Regions from separate parts of the Mus musculus genome. Here all the other regions are linked to region 7. The links are chromatin contacts, called in public HiChIP or PLAC-seq, Micro-C and promoter capture Hi-C maps. All regions are on one chromosome and are shown on one strand. Each heading gives the region's core, a stretch centred on a gene start, on an enhancer-like site or on the middle of the called end of the contact. The rest is flanking DNA. Distances are from core to core; before and after follow the strand shown.

The links. Promoter capture Hi-C pulls out the DNA fragments that hold promoters and counts their contacts. A called contact is a pair of places that touch in the nucleus more often than the background predicts. HiChIP or PLAC-seq counts read pairs in DNA pulled down with a chosen protein or histone mark. Capture Hi-C pulls out chosen DNA fragments and counts their contacts.
Region 1: a contact with region 7 is called in a promoter capture Hi-C map of adipose tissue, with 3 times the contacts expected there. The contact joins the promoter of Rps15a here to the promoter of Gprc5b in region 7. A contact is called at or near these places in 1 of 484 Hi-C or Micro-C datasets (muscle stem cells), 2 of 115 datasets of contacts at active chromatin or transcription factors (astrocytes and embryonic stem cells) and 2 of 9 other capture datasets (adipose tissue and liver).
Region 2: a contact with region 7 is called in an H3K27ac HiChIP or PLAC-seq map of embryonic stem cells, with 3 times the contacts expected there. The contact joins the promoter of Eri2 here to the promoter of Gprc5b in region 7. A contact is called at or near these places in 1 of 484 Hi-C or Micro-C datasets (cortical neurons) and 2 of 115 datasets of contacts at active chromatin or transcription factors (astrocytes and embryonic stem cells).
Region 3: an HNF4G HiChIP or PLAC-seq map of pancreatic cancer cells shows a contact between it and region 7. The contact joins the promoter of Acsm3 here to the promoter of Gprc5b in region 7. A contact is called at or near these places in 2 of 115 datasets of contacts at active chromatin or transcription factors (embryonic stem cells and pancreatic cancer cells) and 1 of 9 other capture datasets (pancreatic islet).
Region 4: a contact with region 7 is called in a Micro-C map of embryonic stem cells, with 4 times the contacts expected there. The contact joins the promoter of Syt17 here to the promoter of Gprc5b in region 7. A contact is called at or near these places in 1 of 39 promoter capture datasets (embryonic stem cells), 3 of 15 datasets of contacts at CTCF or cohesin (embryonic stem cells, large pre-B cells and stem cell-derived epiblast-like cells), 9 of 484 Hi-C or Micro-C datasets (embryonic stem cells and nephron progenitors), 4 of 115 datasets of contacts at active chromatin or transcription factors (embryonic stem cells and pancreatic cancer cells) and 3 of 9 other capture datasets (adipose tissue, embryonic stem cells and liver).
Region 5: a contact with region 7 is called in an H3K27ac HiChIP or PLAC-seq map of SST interneurons, with 13 times the contacts expected there. The contact joins the promoter of Acsm5 here to the promoter of Gprc5b in region 7. A contact is called at or near these places in 2 of 39 promoter capture datasets (embryonic stem cells and neural stem cells), 1 of 15 datasets of contacts at CTCF or cohesin (embryonic stem cells), 16 of 484 Hi-C or Micro-C datasets (the G1E-ER4 cell line, the Patski cell line, the STO cell line and 11 more) and 14 of 115 datasets of contacts at active chromatin or transcription factors (SST interneurons, astrocytes, differentiating embryonic stem cells and 8 more).
Region 6: a contact with region 7 is called in a promoter capture Hi-C map of pre-B cells, with 3 times the contacts expected there. The contact joins the promoter of Lyrm1 here to the promoter of Gprc5b in region 7. A contact is called at or near these places in 1 of 39 promoter capture datasets (pre-B cells) and 1 of 115 datasets of contacts at active chromatin or transcription factors (astrocytes).

The regions. Positions count from the first base shown.
Region 1 is chr7:118,114,885-118,117,584 of GRCm38.p6, forward strand. It overlaps Rps15a (ribosomal protein S15A), which reads right to left and starts at 1,263. Exons shown (of 5, transcript NM_170669.2): 1 at 1,252-1,263; 2 at 225-362. The coding sequence starts at 357.
Region 2 is chr7:119,792,653-119,795,352 of GRCm38.p6, forward strand. It overlaps Eri2 (exoribonuclease 2), which reads right to left and starts at 1,406. Exons shown (of 9, transcript NM_027698.5): 1 at 1,266-1,406. The coding sequence starts at 1,288. Rexo5 (RNA exonuclease 5) reads left to right here and starts at 1,470. Exons shown (of 20, transcript NM_001370778.1): 1 at 1,470-1,559; 2 at 1,724-1,850. The coding sequence starts at 1,728.
Region 3 is chr7:119,759,600-119,762,299 of GRCm38.p6, forward strand. Acsm3 (acyl-CoA synthetase medium-chain family member 3) reads left to right here and starts at 1,324. Exons shown (of 15, transcript NM_212442.2): 1 at 1,324-1,383.
Region 4 is chr7:118,442,136-118,444,835 of GRCm38.p6, forward strand. It overlaps Syt17 (synaptotagmin XVII), which reads right to left and starts at 1,425. Exons shown (of 8, transcript NM_138649.2): 1 at 1,211-1,425; 2 at 984-1,001; 3 at 213-361. The coding sequence starts at 1,213.
Region 5 is chr7:119,524,882-119,527,581 of GRCm38.p6, forward strand. It overlaps Acsm5 (acyl-CoA synthetase medium-chain family member 5), which reads left to right and starts at 1,384. Exons shown (of 14, transcript NM_178758.3): 1 at 1,384-1,556. It also overlaps a transcript of Pdilt not described here.
Region 6 is chr7:119,894,484-119,897,183 of GRCm38.p6, forward strand. Lyrm1 (LYR motif containing 1) reads left to right here and starts at 1,378. Exons shown (of 4, transcript NM_001285959.1): 1 at 1,378-1,407. It overlaps Dcun1d3 (DCN1, defective in cullin neddylation 1, domain containing 3 (S. cerevisiae)), which reads right to left and starts at 1,262. Exons shown (of 3, transcript NM_001163703.1): 1 at 1,075-1,262.
Region 7 is chr7:118,993,767-118,996,466 of GRCm38.p6, forward strand. Gprc5b (G protein-coupled receptor, family C, group 5, member B) reads right to left here and starts at 1,445. Exons shown (of 4, transcript NM_022420.2): 1 at 1,274-1,445.

The DNA.
Region 1 (2,700 bases), core at 13-2,512, 880 kb before region 7:
GTCAAACCAGACATCAATTTGAGACCTAAACCTTTACGCCAACACTAACTTTTTGCCTATTAGATTTTTCTCTCATCTGAGTCTCTGCATCAGAATTCTGAAAGCTCCGTATCACATAAAAATTTTTGGGAGTTAGCATCAACACACCCATTCTTTTCTTGAACGGTTACTGTCTTTCCCTCCCAGATCCAGCACTGTCAAAAACCCAAGACACCAATACTCACCGTGCTTCATCATCACGGTTAAGAACCGAACGATGACTTTAGAACATGGCCTGATGAGGACCTGGCGTTTGCCTCTCTTCTCAGCGTTGTTGATGCTCTTGAGAGCATCCGCCAGAACATTCATTCGCACCATGGTGGCTGTGGAAAGAAAAGCCGGGGTTTGCATCAACACCCAATCATGCTGTCCTACCCCCATTAGCTTTTCCTAGGTCTAAGCAACATTCCCAAGAACCAGGAAAAATTCACTACAATTTCCCGACTGTTCAGCACTGTTCTTCAGAGTCTAGCCCTCCAAGACACTCCTATTCATACCACCCACCACACAAAATAGCTGGGGAGAGAATGACACAAGCCGAGCCTCACCACACAGAAGATAGCCTTCGAAATGGTGGGACCGACCAGCTAGCCAAACTGAAAGTGGGGGTGCGGGAACTGTCATTAGGAAAAAGTTCTGGCACCGTCTGCCAAGATTTTCAAAGCCAGCAGTGTGTCAAGAGGTTAACGCGACTTAACTCATTTACAGGTAACCATTTAACACACAGACACACACACACACCCCCTTTCGGGAGAAGAGGCAGTACGTGACAGGGAGCCCAGCCAGCCTACTGAACGGCCACAACCCATAGGCTACCTCCACGGCTCCTCAGGACGCTGCCAAGGCGTATTTTACGCGCCAAGAGTAAACCACGACGTGGTTCCCTAACTCGGCAGTGAGTGGCTGAGCCTAACTCCCCGCGCCAACCCTGGCCACGGCCGCGTGGGACACTCGGGACTCCAGAGCTCCCGCAGACACCGGAGGCTGCAGGGCCCACGCGGGCCACCGTCCCCGCCGGCCCGAGCCGAGCCCGGCCTGTTGCAGTGGGCCGGCTCCCGCAAAGGGCTACCCATAGCCCCCGACCCCGGCAGACGGAGACTACGGCCCCTGCAGGGATCTATAGGCCCACGGGACTCCGAAAGCGAACACGGGGTAAAGGGATGGCACAGATACCACACGGATGAACACGGAGTTTCACAAACACTCACTCACCGGCGAGGGAAGATGGCAGAAAGAGAGTGGGCCGGGCAAACGCACGGAATTATGGGAAGCGGAAGCGCTATCGCGAGACTTCATGGTCACACACTTAAAAAAAAAAAACCCAAAACCCTGTGATTTCTTATAGGACAACCAATGCGAGGGCGGGGCCTCCTCTGGGAGGGGCAGATGAAACTAGAAATGGTGGGCTGCTAGTCGCTCTGAAACTCGCGGCAGTCCTGCCTCAGCCTCTAGGGTTTTGGCATTAACGCCACTGCGGGTTCTTGCGTTTAGTTTTGTTTGCCACAATGAAACTCACTAGGTAGCTTCGGCTGGGCTGGAACTATGAAGACCAAGCTGACTTCTAGCCTCCACCTGCCTCTGCCTCCCAGTGCTGAGATTAAACATCACAGCACTTGGCTTTTGTTATTATTGTTTTGGTTGGTTTGGCTTGAATTTGGCTTTTGGAGACCAGTAGTGGCCCAATGCTGTCCCCGGAGTCATGAAAATCTTGACTAGTAACAGGGATTACTGCCATGGTCCGCTTCTCTCGCTCTCTCTCTCTTTTTTTTTTTTTTTTTTTTTTTTGTTTGTTTTTTTGTTTTTCGAGACAGGGTTTCTCTGTATAGCCCTGGCTGTCCTGGAACTCACTGTAGACCAGGCTGGCCTCGAACTCAAAAATCCGCTTGCCTCTGCCTCCTGAGTGCTGGGATTCAAGGCGTGTGCCACCATGCCCGGCTTAAGGTCCACTTTTCTTCCTCCTCCTCCTCTTATTATGCAGCCCTGTGATCTGTCTGCTTCACTTTTGTAACTGGGGTTACACTCCTCCTCCTCCTCCTCCTCCTCCTCCTCCTCCTCCTCCTCCTCCTCCTCCTCCTCCTCCTATTATGCAGCCCTGTGATCTGTCTGCCTCACTTCTGTAACTGGGGTTACACCTCAAGTGAATCTGTTGACTCCTAGCCTGGACCATTAAGCTTCAAGCCTACAGAGGTTCGGGAAGCTTCGTTCATTGCTGTTCACACTAAGTCTGGAGAAGCATCTGCCACATAGTAGGTCCTCGACATATAGTTGAAGAAAAAACTGAATGGACAAATCAGTTTCTCCATCTCTAAAACAGGGATGATAGAACCACTCAGAGGAGCTTTTGAGAGACCACACAAATGTGGCAGTGCTCAGCAGTGTTTGGCACAAGATTTATTTCCCCCAGAGGAACAAAGGACAGGGAATGAGAGACAAAGACAGGAGATAGAAGGTGAGGGAGAGGGGAACAAGGGAGAGGGAGGGAAAGGATGTAAGTCCTGGGAACAAAGAACTGCCTCTGCATAGAGAGGAGACAGGTGTGGCCCTTGAGCAAACGACAGTTTATGAGGGTAAAGGGGGAAAAAACCTCTTGTTAGGATGAAGTGTCTAACTCTGGTTAGACACGTTAATTAGGGTAGCTGCAAGGGGACTTTTGGTTGCTGG
Region 2 (2,700 bases), core at 156-2,655, 800 kb after region 7:
TCAGCAGGCCACGGCCAAACTGAACTGAGGGACAGCTTACAGCACACAGCAGGACCCTGCCTCAAACAACAGCTGCATACTGACTGAAGGAAAGGAGGGCTAGACTTTAAAAGTCCTAGGTCCTTGTGCGAATGGCCATCCTCTCTTGAGTTTAGTGTCCATTTTACCTGAGCGGGCTTCACAAACACTACTCTTACCTGTTCACGTTTTATAGTAGTACCGAGGAATTGACTATAAAGATGTATTTTTCAAGCCTTTGCTATGTACCAAGGGGATGATGCCTGTGCTTAAACTCTAAAAATGGAGGGGAGAAAGATTACCAGAGTACTACTGAAAGGTAATCTATGATTAAAAACAAAAACAAAAACAAAACAAACAAACCTCCCAACAGCAATACACTGCAGTCCAAAGAAGGGAAGATCCCAAATGATGACGAATACAACTTTAAGTAGACAGACACCTGGAATAGTTATTTTGGCTATTTGAAAAAGACAAGACGTGAGGCCAATGTAGGGATTTGGAATGAAAAACTAACATTTACTAGTCACTTCTTCAGCAAATATTTAATTAGGATGGTGACTTCTTTTAAACAATTCTAGGTGGTAGACATGTCTGCAACCTGTATTTTATGCAAGAGAAAAGTAAATGATTTGCCTAAAGATGGCCATAGTATGTTAACCTTTGACAGGACTTTTCACGCTTGAATCCTATGCTATTCATTAATACATCAGATAGGGGTTTTGTTTTGAATCTGGTTTTGTTGTTGTTTTGAGACAGTCTCACTATTTAGCCATCGCCTGCTTGAACATCACCATGAGGACCAGGCTGGCCTCCAACTTTCCATGCTGGTATTGTAGGTCCATTCCACTATGCCTGGTAAGTTTGATACTGTGTCCACAATCTCAACAAATGTGTACAACGCATCCAAAAATCTGTGCACAGCATATTCCCCCCCACCCCCCCCCAAAAAACCTGAGAGAGTCTGTGGTAATTCTGACAATAAAACTGGACTAGGCAGGTCACTTGGGCGCAGTGGCACCTGCCTGAGAACAGTGTGCAGAGCTGTCACGTTCCAGGTCCCAGGGGTCTAGAATGAACAGACCTGATAGAGCATGCCACGGTAGGGAGGACCCGGGGTTTCTCGGGCTCCTCCAACTTGTCGCGAATGGCGACGTGGGGCCCGAGAAGACCAGGGCCCTTTTCAGATCCAGACCAAACGACTGCGGATGAACACCGCCCACCCTAAGGGGAACCCCCTAACGTACCGCGCCAGTCTCTTGGTCGCCATCCCCGGACCCTGGGTTTCGCAGAGTTCAACGGCCGGAAGTCGGACGCCCCCACTTCCGGTCTGTTTAAACGCCGGCGCGGCAAGGGAAGCGGGCGCTTGTAGAGCGGCGGCGGCCGTCGCCAGCGGTTTGTGGGCGTTGCATAGGGGGCGGTTCGGGACCCGGGGGCGTGGACAGAGGCTTGAGGACCGGGAGCCCCTCGCTCTGCGCACGACGCGCCTCAGGGAGCGCTTTAAACTTCGCGACGGCTTAAATTGAGGAAAGGAGGCGTAGGTCTGTGGCCTTTTTTGCGAGGGCCAAGAGTGGTAAACTGGTTTGAGCCGCTTCAAGAGACAAACCAACCGTCACTCCTGTCTAGCGCTTTGCTGGAGAGAGGCCGCGACACGGTTTCCTGGTCGCCGCGGGGTCCTCAGCTCCAGCTGATCTTTCCCCTACAGCCTGATGGAGCAAGAGAAGGAGGAGGCGAACTCCAGGAAGAGGAAGGAGGCCCCGAACTCCTCGGCCTCGGCTACAGAGCGGGATGGACCTCCTTCGCATATTCAGGACCGCGAGCCACAAGCCAAGGTGAGCAGAGGAGAGAGCCCAGCAGGCTGGCCCGAAGTCACTTGTGGCTGGGAGTCACTTTCGCCAGCACCCGAAGGGTCCCTGCCGAAGGGTAAGGGCTCACCCACTGACCTCACTCAACTCTGCTCCCTTGGTTGTACCACCTCGTCCAGGCTCTCTCCATAGTTTAAAACTGACTTAGTGTCTGGTACACAGAATATTCATTTAACAAACATTTATTAAGATCCGTATAACAAAATATTTCAGGAATATCCATGCACACCTAAACAGGATTCTCTTGTTTTTATACAATATTTATGAAGAAGTAAAAATGAATGGTCATTTTGATGGGGAATTTATCCTGGGGAAATGATTAGATGGAGGAATGATACCAGTAATAAGAATGTTTGCCCTAGTATTTGTATTTTTAAATGTTTCATCGAAAAGAGAATTTTAAATATAAAATTTTCATTACATATTTAAAAATGCACTTAGCCTGAACCATTTTCTCATGTTAAAGTTGTGGTTATATAACTGACTGATAGGGAAAAATATAGATTAGGGTGGGGATGGTTAGAAAGCAGATGGATGTTTGTAAAGTCCCCTGGGTTGGAAACGGTAGTCCAGAGATTAAAAAGCTTGATCTTCGGAGGCTGCATTCCCGCTGTGGCTTTTAAACCTCTTTCTTCATTTCTTTGTTGTAAAATGGGAGTATGGTGATCCCCACTTAAAAGTTCTAAGAAATGATGTAGTACAAAGAAATTTCTCAAAACTGTGTGGCTAAGAGTCAGCAGTGTGGCTCAGTAATAGAGGACTTGCCTTGCATGTGCCCAGAATTCAGTCCCTAGAACAGAAACTCAAAAAAGTGGTT
Region 3 (2,700 bases), core at 74-2,573, 770 kb after region 7:
GGAGCGGAGCAGAGCAAAGCAAAGCAAAGCAAAGCAAAGCAAAGCAAAGCAAAGCAAAGCAAAGCAAAGCAAAGCAAAGCAAAGCAAAGCAAAGCAATGCAGAGCGGAGCGGAGCGGAGCAGAGCAGAGCAAAGCAAAGCAAAGCAAAGCAAAGCAATGCAGAGCGGAGCGGAGCGGAGCAGAGCAGAGCAAAGCAAAGCAATGCAGAGCGGAGCGGAGCGGAGCGGAGCGGAGCAGAGCAAAGCAAAGCAAAGCAAAGCAAAGCAATGCAGAGCAGAGCGGAGTGGAGCAGAGCAAAGAAAAACAGCATAAAGATCTGAAAGGATGAAATAAAACTCACTCTTCACACACAGTGTGACTATTTACATAGTAAATTTCCAGAAATCAAATTTGTAAAAGATCAATTTTTAAAAGGGGACCAATTCATTTTTTGTTTGCTTGCTTGCTTGCTTGTGTGACAGGCTCTTATCTATGAAAGCCATTGCTGTCCTAGAACTCACTGTGTACACCAGGCTAGCCCTAAACTCTCAGAGATCCACCTGTCTCTGCCTCCCAAGCACTGAGATTAAAAGTATGGGCCAACGTGCCCAGCTTATTAATTCCAGTATTTAAGTTGGAATTTGAGTTAAATTTGAGTTGGATTTTTATCATATACAATTGGAAGAGCCATCTGTTCACATATCACATGAAACATTTACTAGATGGCTAACATTTGTTACTAGTTAATATCTACACTGAGGATCCATCAGTAAATAAAGCAAAGTTCTTATTTTCAAAGTCGGTGTTCAGAAATGAAAAAAAAATTTTTTTAAAAAAGTTAAAAGCAGGAAAAAAATCAATGAAGATTTCTAGGTTGGGAAGAAAGGCCTGGGATAGGATATCTCACCAAATGAGGCTTTGGCCGTGGGAAGAGTTACAGGCCGGGAGCTCAAGGATCTCTAGGCTGGAACACGCCTGTGTCTTAGGCAAGCAGCGGGGCTGCTGTGACTACAGCAGAGCAGGAAGGCCGAGCGGTGAGGTCTGGGTCAGAGAAGACACCATGGCTTGTTACACTTCTCTGAATCACTGGCAAGCTGAGAAACACTGCCTCCACCTCTGAAGGGCTGAGTGAGGCATGTGTAAGCCCCGGATTCCGGTTGCTTTTCAGCAAGCCTTTCCCTCCTAGTAAAAGCACACGCACTGCCTTCCCAGCCTACTAAAACTCTGCTGTGTGTACAGATAACATTACCTGTTAAGAAGGTTAAGTAAGACAGGCCAGGGTTATGTAAACATTCACGCTCCTCCCACCAATATATCCACCAATTAAGGAAAGGCACTGCCGGCCAGTCTGACTCCTCCGTCAAACTCCGTCCACTTTGATCCACCACCAACACTAAAGCAGAGGTGAGAAGTTGGCTTTCTCTTCCATTAAGCGGGTCTACTATCACTCCAGCTGTGTGGGAAGCAGTATCTTTAGTGAGGATCCAATTTCTTTTCCTGGGTAAGACTTCCTGCAACAGTGCAGGTTTTCTTTATAAATGTTCAGCAAACAATACCAGCAACTTCAGAAAATGCTCTGTGAAGCCATGGGTGGCAGAGGGGTTTCTAAACTCAGAGTCTTTCAGCTGCCATGGGAGCACTGAGGAGGAGGTTGGGAGAGAGCACCCCCAGGACATGGCTGGCAGGGCAGCTGAGTTTTCAGCTTAGGCTTTTTGGTGAGATTTGGGTTTTAATAATGGCTTCGTATGTTTCCATGATAAAATGTTTTGGAAAAAAAAAAAAAAGCGAGTAGGAGCTTGACTGAACCCTGCTCAATGACAGATGGAAGTTCATCTTCTAACTATCCAGAAGTACACAAACTACCTCTTGAAAACGTCTTCTCTCCAGGACAAGGGATAATCTAAAGCAGTATATTGAGGGTGGGAATTAAGACAAGGTCTTTTTGTGGATGAGAACCATGGAGTTGTACTTTGCTTTGAGGCTGTGTATCTGCCGTTGTTATTTGGGCTAATCAGGGGGAAGGGCTTTGTGGAGATGTGGAAAGATGGAAGATCCCTCTGCCCTGCCGTCTATATGGACCCAAAGTTCTTATTTCAGATGAGACTTTAAGTTCTTTCAAAAGCACATCCATCCAGACAGTGGTGCCTCTCTTAGAATTTTTCTTAGCAAGATTTCATGGCTTAGTGTAAAATCTAGATTTGCCATGCAGAAGTGATCTTTTCTTTCACCTGCAAGGGATTTTACAGATAGGAAAGTGGACATTGTAAGACAAGAGCATTGTAAAAGGCAGGAACTGACTGAGCCCTTGTTGGGAAGAAAGAAATAGTATGGATTTGATGAAGGGGTGTTGACATTCCTTTTTCTATTAAAAAAATGCTTAAGATCATTTTAAGTCCCAACTGATTGATCAATTTTCTGTTCTTTTTAAAAATGTGACTTCTAAAAATGTTCATTGAGATAAGTCCTTTTTAAAAGCATATTCATTGACAATTGCATACATACCTAATGTATTTTGATCATATCACCCTTTATTTCTCTCTTCCACCTCCCTCCAGCTCCCCCCAAGCCCCTTCTTCTCCCTGAGAAGGCCCTCCCACTCCTACTCTCACATCTGTTCTGTACTCCCCGAGTTTAATGAGGGTTTTTGCATGAGCATGGGTGGGTGGCTATTTCCTTGAACACGAGTAAGTTATCAGTGGCTACACCAATGTACTTGTGAAA
Region 4 (2,700 bases), core at 175-2,674, 550 kb before region 7:
GTCCCCAAGATTAGCATCACCCGGCTAGCATCTCAGAAGCTTGGTGTGAGCAGGAGCCTCACCACCAGCTGGTCGCACCAGCTTGCCCACAAATGAGGGGGCATAAAGAGGCCCTTCTTGGTTATGTCCATGGAAACTCAGTGTATCCCCCACCCTGCCCACCCTCCAGGGGAGAGGCTGCTGGGAGGTAAACTCCCAAGCGGGGTACTCACAGCCATGGAGGAGTCTGGGCAGGGAAAGGCCCCAAGATCTCCACTTCATCTTCACTGGACTGGCAGCAGCTGGACTCATAGCACCTCTGACAGCAGTGTTGGCAAGTCCAGCCGCACAGCAGCACGTCAGAGATTCTAGAAAGCAAGCCCTGGGGCCATTGCGGGGGGGGGGCAGAGAGAGAGAGAGAACACCCCAAATTATAAACAGCCCATCTGGGATTGCCCCACCCATGATAAATAAATTCCCAGATAAATGAAAATTCCCAGAGCAGAATTGCTGGTAGAAGAAAAAAAAATTTTTTTTCTCTCTTATTTATGCACTGTGGCATACGGGACAGCAAACAGAAGTGGCTGCAGATACTTGGAGCAAGCCGAGCGCTTGCAGGTGTTTGCCTTGGTAGTGTATGTGTGTGCCTTTCTTGACAGGTGGGTGGTTATCACAACATAGAGAGGGCCAGACAATATGTTCTCAAACACACAATGCATAGGGTTCTCTCCTGGCAAAAGAGAAAAAGATACTTCAGGAAAAATAGCCCCAGGGACATGCAACTAAACTGGGGGAGACCGGTTGAGTTGGGACACACACGCTGTCTGTCCAGCAATGCCCCTTTTGTCAGGGTCTCCCTTTTGGTAGAAGGGAATAGAAACTGTACCCTTCTTAATACCCTGTGACTCAGTACTCAATCATGCCCCAGCCCCACACCAGACTCCAAACGGAAAGGCAAGCATTTGATTAGAATCCAGACCAAACAGATGATTGAATTAACCCACCTCGTTCAGTGGTTCCAACTGCCCTTTTAGAGAGCCACGGTGAAGCCAGGGTTGGGCGGGTGGGAGAGAGAGAGAGAGAGAGAGGGAGAGAGAGAGAGAGAGAGAGAGAGAGAGAGAGAGAGAGAGAGAGAGAGAGAGAGAGAGACCAGTTTAGCAATATTCCAGCAACTCAAAGAACAGCAAGACAAAAACAACAGAAAGCAGCCCGCGTCTTCCTTCGCACTCACCATTTTGGGGAGGGAGCTGACTTTACTACCAAGGTATGGCTATGTTTGCAGGGCTGCTGGGAGCCTCTTGGTTAACTAACAGCGAATAAACGGGAACTGTGAGCGTTTCCATTTGATGTGCACCGTGTGCTGTTATGAATCAGAGCGGGTAGATAGCTCGTCATGCTACTCAGCACACAGCCACACTTTGGGGGACTCGAAAACCTTCTCAGACTGAAATAGCCAGAAGCCAACCCAAGAGGGCCTGATTAGCTAAACTGACAGGCTGACTCCCCCGCCCCTGCCAGGGCCCTACCTTCCAATCCTGCTCCAATCCTGCTGGTAGAGAGCATCCTTCGACCACCCACAAATGGGGGAGGGGCTGGGAGGGAGCCAGGAGCTGATCCTCCCTCCCTGGTGTGGTTCCACCCCTTACCCCATCTTCTCCCCATAGGTTCCTGAGCTCTAAGCCCCCTCCTCTTCTTCCAAGAAGGACTCCTCTATGGACCCAGGATTTATTTTCTTTTGAAAAATTATAACATTTCTTCTGTGTGTCTCTCTCTGTGTGTGTGTGTGTGTGTGTGTGGGTGTGTGTGTGTGTGTGCATTCACACACATCCACGACACCATGTGGAGGTCAGAGGATGAGTCTCAGGAGACCATCCTCTAACCTCCTCCACCTGGTTCCAAGGATCAAACTTAGGTCATCAGACTTTGTGGCAAGCGCTTTTGCCAGCTAAGCCATTTTTTTTTTTTTTTTTTTTTTTTTTTTTTACAGACCCGGGATTTCATGATTTAAAAGGAAACATGGTGGTATTAACCCACTTGGCAGGTGTCAAATCCTCATGACCAGCTTAAGACAGATCCTAGACGGAAAGGGAGGTGCAGCCCAAGTCAGGGCTTTGGGGTGCACAGGGAGCCAGTAAGGAGGAGACCGTCTGGGTTTCTTCCCAGATGTTAACATCTTCTTGGCTCTTGCTCACTCCCACCCTTCCTCGTAAACAAATCAAGGCGAGCCCTCTAAGGCTGGAGATAGCCCAGTCCAGCTCAGATTTAATACTCTAGCCCTTCCCCTTGTGTTATTTTTTCCAGCTGCCTTCTGCCTCCAACATATGATCCTGGCTCCCTTTGCCCATGGGTTGCAGTTTTCTTCACAGACCTCGTATATGCTTGGTTGCTTGCTGGCTGTTCTGAGATGGGGTAACCTGTGGCTCAGGTGAGCCCAGAACTCTTCATTCTCCTGCTTTACCCTCCCAAGTTCTGAGATTATAGATATATACTGTCATTCCCGACTGGATTTTTTTTTTGTAAGTTAAAATTAAAAAAAAAAAGAGAGAGAGAGAGTTTATTTTTCCCGTGTATTTGTGTATACACATGTACACATGTGGCATACGTACATTTTCCTGTACGTAACTGTGCACACCTGTATGTGGAGAACAGGTTAGTGTCAGGTGCCTTCCTCAGTTGCTCTGCCTGATTTTTTTTTTGGACACAGGGTCTGGACCAGGACAG
Region 5 (2,700 bases), core at 134-2,633, 530 kb after region 7:
GGCTTATTGCCTAGGACCCAGTGAAGACACTGTGGCCAAGGCAGTCAGGGAGAAAGAAATGCTGCTCACGTGGACATGGGCCTGGTTGACCTGACGAGATCAGAGGAGGAACATGGCGTATGATTGCTACACAGCCTGTGTGACAACCCCTCATCCCCCTCTAGTGTTAAGAACAATGCTCTGAGGTCCTGTGCTGGGGTATGGGGACTTTGTCAGGTTAGATTTTATCCAAAAATACATACATACATACATACATACATACATACATACATACATACAATAAAAAAAGCAAAACACAGAAATCACTTTGAACTTATTACCCATGGAAAACCCCAACACAGTATCTGGCAGTGAAAAAATATTAAATGAATCTTCACCTTTGCTACTTGAGGACTCAACAAAGAATCACGACCTCTCCCAAATGAAGGAGTATTCTGAGTGCAGGAGTGCCAGAGTGCAGAGGATCCCAAATCTACACCCACGTGTCCTGATGTGCCTGTGTGAAGGGGAGACACACTGGGAATTAACTAAAACTACACAGCAACTAAAACTACACAGCATTAGAAAGGGGCCCGTCCTAGAGAGGGAGGAATGGTGGTCAGAGGAGGAGTGGCAAAAGACTGCTGGTGGAGACAGTTCTGGTCTGAGGGAGTCCCGGGGCTGTTCCATGTGAGACTTTAAGGTAGGATACCGTGTAGAAGGGGCATCTGGGCAGGAAGACTCAGGCATGGAGCTGCACTGTGCTGGAAACAATTACGGGGTGGGGTGGAGCACAAATTAACCTGTGGGAGCTTCGGAAGCTGGTTCTGGTGATAGCTACACTAATGGCATCCCAATGGCTGTGGATCAGGATGGTTTTTTGCTGCTGTTCTCAAAGAAGCAGCCTGCCTGCCTGCCATGCACCCATATCACAGCTTTGGCTTTAACCCTTGAGGAAGTAGGGAGCATTAGAAAGCTTTCTATTTGATCTCAACAGCTTTATTTAGGTAATATCCAGTTTTTTTTTCTTTCCAGTAAATTTATGTAATTGTCCTGCCTTGGCCCCCATCCAAGAGCCATTTTATTCGTTCAAAGAATCCTGCTCACATCCTTTGCCAAGCTATTCCTTCAGGGTCACATTTTTTATCTTTAAGCCCTGGGCAAAGGGTATTGGGGGTGCAGAAGGGGGCATTCAGGTGAAAAACAGATAGGATCTGGTTTATTGTCCTTTCTGTTAAAGCAGCATAAAGCTCTCATTTGAATTCCAGGGAGCACGTGTACTAGTGTGCCAGTCCCTAACAGGCTGACTCCAGGCCAAGGTTTATCTTGCAGGCACTGTTTGCCTGGGAAACCCTGGCAGGGAGCTGCTTTCACCAGCTCACAGTGTCCTGACCCTCTGAAACTTGAAGCTGCTGACTTCTAACCCTGTTTTCTCCAGGCTGTGCTTGGGGCTAAAGCTCCCTGTCCCAATCCTGCCTTCATCGCTTCTGGGGAAATCTTCTCAGGAGCTTTTAGGTCTGCCTTGCTGCTGCAGTGAAACGCAGATGCCTTTTGTGTACCTCAGATTTTAAAACAAGGTAACTGAGCAAGAAACCCTTCACTGGCACGTGCCACCTACCCAGAGACCTTTGGGGATTAAATCAAGGATAGGAATGGCACAATGTGACCTTAGGAAATTGTCAGGAAAGACCTGAAGGCTGTGGAGGTCAGCCATCAAGAAGGGAAGAGTCAAAGAAACGGGTGTGTGTGAGGCAGAATACAGGAGCGATGTCCGGGAGATCCGAGGCTCTAAACCCGGTGTTAGTGGCTACGAGCCAAAGGCTGAACCTAGACTTTTCTGGAAAGTGAGAGTCGGAAGTAACTGTTTCCCTTCTAAGCCGCCTCCTCTAATGAGGAAAGTAGAATTTGGGAGAGAGTTGTCACAGGGCTTCATGAAAAGCTTTTTGTGTAGTTCTTACCGTTGATCGAGCGCTTATGTTATTATACACAATAATGGGTTTCAGCGAGGCTTTTCAGACCCGGATAAAATGTGTTTTCATCCTAATCATCCTCGTTTCCACTCTTTGTCCCTTTCCATCCCCACTGATGCCCTCCTCCTCCTCCTGCTCCTCCTCCTCCTCTCCCTCCTCCTCCTCCTCCTCTCCCTCCTCCTCCTCTCCCTCTTCCTCCTTCTCAACTAGTCCCTCTCTGGCATTTTTGGTTTTTTAAGTTATTATTTCCTGAACCCAGTGAGTTTAATTAGAGTTACTTACAAAAGCATGGATAGTTTCAGGTGCATGGGCAATTTATTGATGTGAAATTGTTGTTGGGTTTTTTGTTTTTTGTTTTTGTTTTCGCAATATGCTCTGTGCACAGTCAGCCTTCAGTGGTTGTGGGAATGGGCCTTTCCTGCTGTTTAAACTATTATCATTGTCTTACTGTTACCCTGTTCTGTTATCACTAGAGGAATTTGCCCCAAGGGACTGAAACTGAAAGTGTCCCCAGGCTACAGATATCTCTGGGATCCTGTGAACATGCAGAGTCACACTCACAGGTGGGAGCCAAGGCACAGCTCTGGGGACCACTCATGCTCTAAGGTCCTATCCCCTGAACAGCAAGGCCCTAAAACAGCTCTGACCACTGGCAGCTCCTGGCACTTAAGAAACCTAGCTGTTGTGTTAGCCTCAAGTGCACACTCTGCTTGCAGTCTCGGTACAAAAGACAAGTGATATGTTGTTCACA
Region 6 (2,700 bases), core at 128-2,627, 900 kb after region 7:
GAGACAGGCATAAAAGAGCTATTGTCCAACTGTAGAAACAAAAACAGTAATATAGGGTTTTCTGTTCTCTGAAGTGCATCATGAAGTGTGGGTGGAGAGAAACACAGAAATCCAGAATTAGCCTAACATCAAATCATTTTTGGAAAGAGTTGACAACATGTAAATTCCTCACATATAAAGTATTTAGAGCGAGAGACCTTGATTCCTGGGCTATGAAGCCACTTATGATGCCTTGGAAGAGCTCTGGAATTCTAGTATTCATAAAAGAAAATGTTCATTATAATCGGGAGCCAGGCGGCGTTGTGAGGTACTCCCCAATGTGACACAGACCATAACTGAAGTACTACAAAGCTTGCAGTTAGGAGCTGGGATAGAGGCTGAACACCAAATTCAAAAGAGGTAGCTGAGGTACTAAGTGCCACAAAGGGGAGAGGGTGTCCACGACTGCCACTTAACCACAGAGAATTAAAGTATGAAACAGAGGTGTGTATGAGGGGAGATAAGAGATGGGGATGGAAAAAACAATACATTTGTCATCCCGTCCCACTTCCTAAACAGGATATAGGCAAACCCTCCAGCCCCATTACCTCAGGCACAGATGGTTATCGTTTATAGCAAAGGTGCACTGAAAGGCCTTCAGGTCTGAGCCCCTTAATTCCAGAGCTGTTAACGATTACAGAAAAGGATGGGGGTGGGGAGAAAAATCAGGGAGGGAGCTGCAGATTCACCCACCACCTCCCCCTTGGGCTCCTACCTCACGGCTCTTACCCTGGACTTTCAGCTCAGAGTCTGCAGACCCTCCCCGGGGATCTACAGCCCCAGGTCCCCAGGCCCGGGATTGAGGGGTGCTGGCGATGGACAGGCAGGGACAGTAGGTAAGTTTTCGGAGCCTTGCGCTTGACAAGCCACAGGCTCCCCTCACAGCCTCTTCTTCCAGAGGGACCAGTCCAGACAAGGCGCTGATATGCACTCCTCCCTTTCCACCACCACCCCCTTTCTCGAAGGAACCGAACCCCCGCCCCTTCATCTCTCAACGCTCCCCCCTTTTCCTCAACTCCCCCCCTCCAAACTCACAGCTGCTCCAGAGGTTCCTCCAGTCAAACCCTTTCTGGAAACGACGGCGGCCCGGCGGGTCCAAACTACCTACCATCCCCGCTTGCGTTTCCAGGCTCCCTACCCCCGCCGCCGCCGCCTTTTCTGCCACCGCGGCCGCCGCCTCCTCCTCATCTGCAGCCCACCGGCGGCGGCCGCCCCGAAGCCCCGCCCCCTCCATTGCCTCCTGCATCATCACTTCCGGTAACCCCGCCGGCCGCTGGCTCGAGGAGGGAGAGAATGGGAGAGGGGCGGGGACAGGAACGAGGAGGGTGACGTCACGACGTACGCGAGGACGTCCGAAGCCGTCTCCAAGTAAGGGCAAGGCGGGGAGCGGCGGAGGGTGGGCTAGGAGCTGGGCCAGGCCATTTTCTGACTAGAAATGGGGCAAGGGGATAACGAAAGGGTGAAAGGGAAGGCTGGAGGAGAGGGAGGTTAGCTCAGTTGTTGAGTGCGGCGGGGAGTCGGCTAAATCTGGAAGTTTCAGGAGGTTTGAGACGACCTCTAACCTGGGCCTCATGCTAACACAGCGGTCCGCCCGGTGGTTTGGCCCGGCCTGGCCTACTGGACCTGCTGGATACAGCCCGGTGTGGCCAAGGCTCGGCAGAGCTCCTGGCACCGCCTCTTCCCAGCCGGCTCCTGTGGGTGGGGAAAAGCAGGAGTGACGCTGAGTGAGTGTAAGGATGGAGACGCCGGCTCCAGTCGCGGGGGACTGGGGAAAGGGGTTGGCTTCCCAGGGCCAGGGATGAGATGCCGGTGTGGGGTTGCTAGGAGACGCGCCTGTATGACCCCAGCCTCGCGAGGGCGACTGGTGTCATCGCTGCTGGCCTCGGGAGACCTGCCTAAGGGAACTGGCACGTGGGAGAGATCCTGCCTGGGACCCTTCAGACTTTTCGATTATAAATGGAAGGCGACGGGGCAGTTGTAGGAGGCTGGAGAGGTGCTGGCCTTGAGAAAGGCCACCCAAACGATCCCGGATGTAGGAATCAGACTTCAGGTGATGATGAAGGCTAGTTTCATTACTAAGATGAGCAAATGACAAAATGAAGGAAGTCTTGTTTCTGAACTTTTCATTAATAAGTAAATGAATGCAGAGAATAGCAGCTGCCCCAGAAGCTGAATGGTGTGGTGAGAAGGCCTCTTCCAGGTTTAAGAGGAAAAGAGAATGGGAGAAGGAACTGCCTTGTGGGTAACATTTTAAACAAAAGGCAGACGAGAAAGAAGTCTTGGAGTTGCAGAAATAGCAAGGTTTTGGCCTTTGTATTACTTCCCTGAAGTGTAATGAATGACCAAACCTTAATTTACATTTAAAAAAATTGCTGCTGGATAAAAGAAGGTAGTTAAAGGGCTGTTGCTAAGGCCATGAGAGATGACAGTGGTGGAAACATGGAAATTAAGAGAATTGATTCATAATGTATTTGGGAGCTTGAGCATTCCAGACTGAATGCTGAACTGGATACGAAATGTATGGGAGAATGTGAAACCAAAGATGTTTCTCTAGAGAAAACAGTTTGGGAAGGAATCTCCTATGCTCTCTGGAACGTATGTCCAGAGTCATTTTACAGCCCATGAAGATGTCCAGAAATGAGACGGACAAGCTGGAAGACA
Region 7 (2,700 bases), core at 195-2,694:
ATTTGCATTCTATTTACATGTAATTTGCATGCAGTTTAACTCCAAGTGCGGTTATTCCCAAAGCTCTGAGTGCCCACCAAAGAAACTTAGGAAATAACGTTCTCAAGTGCTTTGTCTACGGGGTGTGCTTAGCCTCTTCTGCATCCTCTTGTCTTTGTGGGGACCCCCGGAGCTTTCTGGACGCTGCTCAGGTGCCCCCACCCCGGCGCAGTCCGGCGGCCGATGCGGCGCGTGTGCTTGGGGGCCCCAGGCAGGGACGATGGTGCCCGCCACACTCCCGGGGCCTTTGTCCCTCTTCCAAAGAGCCGCCCCCTTGGCGAACAGAAGAAGAAGGGGGTAACTGGCTAGGCCGAGCTAGAACAGGGGGATGAACACTCTGATCTGGGGGCGTCCTCTGGAGCAAGGTCGGTGGGCCGATCCAAAACTGTTTAATCAGCTACCGCCGGCCAAGGAGGGGTGCTGGATCCTCATCTGTGCTCATCTCTCCCACCAGGTCCATGAAATGTGTGGGGTCCTTTGGGGCTTCGAGCCCCAGTCCCCTAGGAAGAGGGGACGTTGCACTGGGTAGTCCTTACCCCTAGCCTGGCTGCTTTCCTCAGAGGCCCAAGTGCCCTCGCCTGGGATAGAAATTCTTCCGCTTCACCATAAGCAGCCGCCCCTAGATTGCCAGCCCACTATTTGTCCCCCAGCTTCAGATTCCCTCCCTGTGGTGCCCACCCTCTCGCGCCTTTTTCCAAGAGTGCGTGGCCACTGCGGGCTGCAAGCTGGGTTCCCCAGACCCTGCGGCAGGTGAGATTTCAGGTCTCCAAAGGCCGGCCCCTGCCTCAGGCCATGTAGTGCTTAGTTCAGGACCAGCACCCTGGCTGTCCTCGCACCCCACCAACCGCCAGGCCCCCTGGAACCTGCAGGCGACGTCCCTCACAGGGGTCACTAGCACAGGGCCAGATTCCCCTTTATTCCCAGACGCTTGTAGTCTGTCCTCACCCCGGACCATAGTCAGAGCCTTAGTTCGTGGATTCCCCCACCAGATAAAGGTCCCCAAACCACTGCCCTCGGTCGGTCCAATGCGGCTCCTCTCCCGCCGCACTGTGGCACCCCTCACTCGAACCCCACGGCTTCTGCAGATGTACCCCAAGGAGGAGGAGGAGGGGGAGAAGGGAGAACAGAAAAAGCACGAGCCAGGATCCGCTCCGGATCTTTCCAAAATCACGGCGGGAAAAGTTTCTGGGGTCCCTACGGCGCCCTCCCCGTGCCCGCGCTGGCTGGTACTCACCGACCCTCGCGTCCCCGCAGCGCCGACGCTCCTGCTGGCCCTGGGCCCAAGTCACATCTCTGCAGCGCGCCCGCGGCCCCCGCTCCGCGCACGCCCGCCAGCCGAGCCCGCCTCACTGCATCGCCCTTCCGAGCTGCGGCCGCGCGAGGCGCCCCCTGGCCCGGCCCGCGCTGCAGCAGCCGCGGCCCCGCCTCTCCGTTAGGCCCCGCCCCAGCAAGCCCCGCCCCTGCCGGGTCTGCAGCTCTGCTCACCACCAGGACCAGAGCCACAGCTTGCTCGCATCCCCAGGCGCCTTCCTGGCTTGCTCGGAGCGCTAAGACGGCTTTCTCACCCAAAACTCCTGGTGCCCCAAATTCGAGGACATCTCCTCCTCCCTATTAAGAGTCCAGACGCACAGTTGCTCAGATTGATCTGTAGAAACATCCTCAGCCACATAGGACGCAATATTCCTACGAGGATCCTAGAGGGGCACTCCCCTCACACACCGGCAGCAGGTCTTGGACAAGGTTCTACTGCATGCGTTCTAAAGTCACCAAAGCCTCGCTGTGATGCACTTAGGAAGGTCCCCGATGAGCACATTCCCTGCCCTCTTCCACCCTGCTCCAGCCCGTCCTTTCCTCTTTAAGCACACTGAACCCAGCACCGATATCTTTGGCTATCCCAAACGTGACCATCACCGAGGTGACCTCCTCACGATGGTCCGTGTACAAGATCACCACCATCTCTTACACATCATTCACATAGGCACACACCCGCCACTCTCTTGGGCACACATACCTAGAGAGACCAGATTCTGGCTGTGCGCTGCACTGACGCTCAGGGCACAGATACCTCCAGTGACCACAGGGCAGGCATCGGACATACATGCTGGAGGAGTCTGGGACATCGCTCACCTGGCTGTCTGAGGTCAGCATCATCTAGGCTAGGCTTAGGGAGACTGCGCTTCGGCATCCCCTGCAGCGAGCTGTCAGTCTCGGGTTGTTCCTTACCTTTTCTTAGTCCCTGAAAGTCCTTTTCTCTCTTTCTTCAAGTTAGTTTTCTCCAGGGTCAGGCCACATAGAGCTTGGCTATGCGTCTCTGTGAATACACACACACACACACACACACACACACACACACACACACACACACACATATGTATATTTTAAGGACACATGTAAGGGACGTGCTCCTATGACACAGCCCTTCCCCATGTTAGCGACATTGTCCCGGCGCCAGAAACAGGGCTTGGTACACAGTAGGCGTTTGTTAAATGTTTTGCAGGACAAGGTCTTCCCAAGCTAGTACTGGTCAGACCGAAGAACTGGAACGTGGATGTGCACTGTCCCCTGGTGGTAGTTTGTGGAATTGACACCGACAGCTTTTAAACGTTTGCCTTCCTGGTCTTCAGGACCTCAACTGTGTAACCCAGACTGTTTTAATATGTG